Linked DNA regions of Hordeum vulgare: region 2 is linked to region 1. Evidence: chromatin contacts called from public Hi-C data. All regions are on one chromosome and are shown on one strand. Each heading gives the region's core, a stretch centred on a gene start, on an enhancer-like site or on the middle of the called end of the contact. The rest is flanking DNA. Distances are from core to core; before and after follow the strand shown.

Region 1 (2,722 bases), core at 130-2,629:
AGCGTCCCGGTTTTGGGAACCTTCTAGATTCCTAACCAGTTTTTCGGTTTTGGAAAACTTCTAGAAGATTCCCTAAACCGTTTTTCATTTTTATTTTTTCTTTATACTTTTTCTTTTTTTGTTTGTATTTCAAAAAATGTCCTAGTTTTAAAAGAAATGTTCTGCATTTCTAAAAAAATTTCTCGATCTTAAAAAAATGTTTGACATTTTCAAAAACTTATTCTGGGTTTTAAAATTTGTTCTTAAGATTCAAATTTCCTCTCGGCTTCAAGATTTATACTTAAGAATTAAAAAATGTATGTGCTTTAAAAAATTGTTTACAAATTTATAATTATAATAATGAATTTGAAATTTTGAATTTTTTTGAAAAATGTTCGTAGTTTCCAAATTTGTTCACAATTTTTATAATTTTGTTCATGAATTTGAAATTTGTACATATTTCAAAAAAATTCAAAATTCAAAAAATGTTCGCTGTTTTCCAAATTAGTTTAATAGTTAAAAAATGTCCACATTTTCTAATATTGTGCAAGAATTTGAAATATGTTAATAATTCGAAAAGAAATTCGTGGTTTCAAAGAATTTGTTCACAATTCGGAAATTGTTCACAGTTTTATAAATTTGTTCATGAATTTGAAATTTGTTCATGTTTTAAAATGTGTTGAAAATTTAAAAATGTTCACTGTTTAACGATTTTTTTCCAAAATCTTATAATTTGATTTACGAATTTGAAATTAATTCATGTTTCAAATTTTGTGTACAATTTTAAAAAAGTTCACGGTTTCAGAATTTGTTCGCAGATTCAGAAAACCTTCATAATTTTATAACTTTGTTCATGAATTCTAAATTTATTCATGTTTCAAAATTTGCTCATCAATTTTCAAAGAATATTCTGGACTTTCAAAAATTCGTCACATTTTAAAATATGTTCGGAAATTTCAAAAATGTTCTGGATTTTGTTCACGTTTTCAAAATTTGTTCATGTTCTGAAAAATTGTTCTCCATTTCAAAATATGATCATCTTTTTCTAAATTTGTCCGCGAATTCAATAAAATATTTTTATTTTATAAAAGATTTATAAAATATTTTTTGGAAATTTAATAAACTTTTTGTCTACTTTAAAAGTTTTTAAAATATGTTTCAAATTTTAAAAAATTATAGTTTTTCAAAAAATCAAAAAATTATCTGGTTTTTTCAAAAAATGTTCTTCAAATTCGAAAAATGTTTTGCTTTAAAAACGGAAACAAAAAGAAAAAAGAAAGAAAAACGAACCAAAAAAATTAAAAAAGAAAGGAAATACACAGAAAAGGAAAAATAAACAGAAAAACATTACTAAAGAAAAAAAAGCTGTGCGTTGCAGCCCTTGTCTGCCACAATGAGCGGCGGGTAGGAGCTCCCGCTCCTCTCTAGCGCCGATACCCCTCCTCCCTGTGTGCCCTCATGGACGGCTCATCTGAGGTCGGACACCCATATGTTTTTTTAGGTTGTCCATTTTCAGAAACAATTACAGATTTCAAAAAGCTTGTGAATTTTGAGGAAAAAGTGTTTATGAATTTAAAAAGTGCTCATTATTTGAGAAATATTCGGGAAAGGATAAATTCTCACAAATTTTAAAATAAAAGTCATGATTTCAAAAAACAAATTCGTATTCAAAACATATTCACAAATTTAAAACAATTGTTCATGGATTTACAAAAAATATTCATGATTTGACAAAAATTCAGAAACTGATAAATTCTTACAGATTCGAAAAATGTTTGTGACTTAAAAAATAAATCATGTATTCAATTTTTTTTTCACATTTTTTATTTTTTTACGAATTTTAAAAATTCTAAAACTATTAAAAACTATTTGGGAATTCCATAAATTGTTCACAGAATGTTACCAAAATTCAAAAAATGTTCATAGATTCAAAAATTGTTAATGGACTCAAAAAATATCCGTCATAAAAACTTCCTATATTTTAAAAATTGTTCATCGGTTCAAAGGAATTGTTCCCAAGTTTCAAACAATGTATGCAATTAACAAAAACGCTACCGAATCCAAAAAATGGTCAAAAAAATCTAAAAATCATATTCGGAAAATGTACAAGATTTTAAAAAAATCATTTATTTTAAATATGCTTGTAGAAAATGGAAAACGAAAAAAAATGCAAAATAAAAGGAAAAACAGAAAAAAAAGGAAAACAAACAACAGGTCGACACAAGGTTCTAGTTCCTTCACAAACCAATGGAGATAATATTCGTAAATGGGCCAGCCAATACAAAAATTAATGCGTGAGAGGGGTATACCCTAGTTCGGTAGATGGCAATCTACGCGCGGAATAGGTGTGTTTGGTTGCTAATGATGAAAAGCTTTTTACGCCGATCATCCGCCGCGCCACTTAGTGTAGCCCACCGATTCTATGACCGCAGATGTCCCCTCTCCCCATAGAAATTAGGGTCGTCCTGTTGGAAATATGCCCTAGAGGCAATAACAAATTGGTTATTATTATATTTTCTTCTTCATGATAATCGTTAATTATCCATGCTAGAATTGTATTGATTGAAAACTCAAATACATGTGTGGATACATAGATAATGCTCTCTCCCTAGTGAGCATATTGTTGACTAGCTCGTTGATCAAAGATGCTCAAGGTTTCCTGGCCATAGACAAGTGTTGTCACTTGATAACGGGATCACATCATTAGAAGAATGATGTGATGGACAAGATCCAAATTATGAAC
Region 2 (2,722 bases), core at 93-2,592, 310 kb after region 1:
TCATCACGACAAATAAATTATTAACATATATTTACGAAAATCACCATACATTAGACTTAATATTTAGATGGGTAGTGGGAAATGGAGCGAGATGTTCTTGCCGTTCATAAATTGGCACTGCCTATGTAAAATTCATGGTAAATAAGAAGTTCAGTTTGTAAAAAATGAAGTTCATTCTATGTAAAAAAATCTAAATTAAAAAGGTTAATTGTATATGTAGTTTATTCTACATTAAAAGTAGTTTGAATTGTATTTAAAAATATTCAATATATATAAAAGTTAGTTAGTATGTACTAAAAAAATCCTATGCATATTAAACAATTATTCACTATGTTTAAAAAATGAAAAAGGAAAGGCAGAAGAAAACAAAAGGAAAAAGTTGCAGCAAGTGTGCATTGCTTCTCCCACAGGCACTGTATCGAATTTCAGATCCTATTTGACGCTCCTGAGCTTCAAAAGGACATGCCTTCGCTGAACCTAGGCTCCCGACGGCCTAATTTGGACCGTCGCACGGTTACTCTGTTCTTTTCCCTTTTTTTTCCTGTTTCTGTTTCTATTTCGATTTCGTTTTTCTTCTTTTCTGTTTTGACTTTATCCTTTTTTTATATTTTCTTTACATTTTCGTATATTATGCAAAGTTCTTCACGGGGTTAAAGAAAATTTTAGATGAATAATTAGAAAATGTTGAACTATCTAAAAATGTTCAGCGTATATCAAAATATGTTCAATGTGTATTTCAAAGTTATTCGCCGTATATTATAACAATAAAAATAAACGTGTATTCACAAATTGTTCACCGTTTATCACAAAAACATTGAATCCTCATTTAAGAATTGTTTATCGAAAAAACGTTCAATGTGCATTTCAAAATTGTTCAGCGTATATCGCAAAAATATTTAATGTGCATTTGAACAAAAATCATTGTACATAAAAATGTCAATATTTATTTTATTTTGTTCACCTTATATCACAAAAAATTTCAATGTATATTTAAAAACTGTTCACCATATATTTGTCAAAATGGTTAATATGCATATAAAAAAATCATTGTATGTCCCCAAAATGTTCAATGTTTATTGAAAATTGGTCAGCGTATATTAATAAAATAATGTATATTAAAAATGTTAAATAGTCGAATGTTTTTTAATTTTTGGATCTGTCACGGCATTTGGTTCTTATACTGTCGTCCGGACTATTTAATCACTAATGGTATACTATAACGTGAGGTATCGAGTTTGATTATTTGTAGATGTTTTATTTTTTGGGGATTTTTACAAACAGCTAGCTATAACGAGGACAAGGAACGGGCTGGCCCATCCAGACAGCGGCTTGCGCGAAAGCTGCTCTGTTTGACGCACGCGAGCGGCGACTAGGGAGCTCGTATGGAATTGCAAGAGCTATGTGTCACCTGTACTGATTGCTAATAAAAATCGCCTACCGGCGACAGATTAGCGGGCTCACCCACTTAGCTATAGTTGCTACTGCTCCAATCGATCCTTATATCCTCCATCAATCCTTTGTTTTCGTTTCTTTGTTGTATTTTCGTTTGTTTTACTTTATTTCACCGATTACCTTCGATTACCTTCATTTATATTTTTTGCACTGTTTTTTCTTGGGTTTTTGTTACTTTCTTCGTATTTGCGTTCATTTTCTCTGTTTCCACATTGGGTTCTTTGATTTTTCTTTCTTTCTTAATTTACTCCAGTTTTCTTTATTTTTTCATTAGTGTTTCTTTCTTCCTTAATCATATTTTTTGTTTCACTCGGGTTTTTCTTCATTTTAGGTTTTGGTTTTCTTTGTCATTTTCATTTTTTATGTTTTAATTAGTTTTTAAACAAATATCTACATTTTTCATACGTATGAATTTTAGTTTATACATTAGGAACATTTTTTACACATGCTTAACATTACTCGAATGCATGATAAGTATTTTCTAAATGTTTTGATGTCTACATTTTCTCTACATGTTTAAATTTTTTACTATACATATAAATGTTCATTATAAATGTTTCATTAATTTTTTTAATATTTACAATCCAATATGGTTTGATCTTTTTTAAATAAATATAAAATATAATTTAATACCATTAAAAACTTTTAAAATGATGAATATATATCTTAGGAACTGTCCATTTTTTAGATTGTAGAAAATGTTTTCTTGAGCAAATTTGTTTCAAACGTTTATTTTTTTAACTTAAAATATATTTTTAATGACACGACCATCTTTTACAATGTATAAACATTTTCGTAATTTTTATTCACAATGTACATTTTTCGTATATGTAAAATTCATTTTCTATATATGTTTAACATTTTTTTGATGCAAGAATTACAATTTTTAACTTTTATGTAAATAATATATATATATATACTAGGATAAGACCCGTGAGTTGCTACGGGCAAAAGACGAAAAATACCTTAATTGTCGTGGCAAGCTTCGATGTTTCTCTCCGGCCTTTTGCTTCTAAGCTATGTGGTTCATCAATTCGTGAGCTAGGTCTTGTGGAGGCACGACGTTGAGGTGTGAGTGAGGGGATGTCGGGATGCGTTGGTGTGGCGGATGAGACGAGGGGATTCTGAGGAGGGGCTGCGAGGATGACGAATTGTGTATGGGATAGTCTCAGCTGATTTGGATTAATAGTGTGTAAAATTAAGATTAACTCGCACTGAAATTACCATAGTATGTGGTAGTTCCCTAATGCTACTTTCTAGGGCTTCAATA

What was found. Hi-C and Micro-C count contacts between places; a contact is called where the count stands out from the background.
Region 2: a Hi-C map of seedling shows a contact between it and region 1, with 9 times the contacts expected there. The contact joins two enhancer-like sites. A contact is called at or near these places in 2 of 6 Hi-C or Micro-C datasets (leaf and seedling).

The regions. Positions count from the first base shown.
Region 1 is chr1H:376,562,277-376,564,998 of MorexV3_pseudomolecules_assembly, forward strand. No RefSeq gene overlaps it. Among protein-coding and RNA genes, the nearest start is that of LOC123411511, 62 kb to the right of the region's middle. Within about 2 kb of position 1,380, at least 1 of the 3 cell types and tissues checked has open chromatin away from gene starts, as enhancers often do. A contact at or near this core is called in seedling, where this site is marked.
Region 2 is chr1H:376,876,434-376,879,155 of MorexV3_pseudomolecules_assembly, forward strand. No RefSeq gene overlaps it. Among protein-coding and RNA genes, the nearest start is that of LOC123438475, 67 kb to the left of the region's middle. Within about 2 kb of position 1,343, at least 3 of the 3 cell types and tissues checked have open chromatin away from gene starts, as enhancers often do. A contact at or near this core is called in seedling, where this site is marked.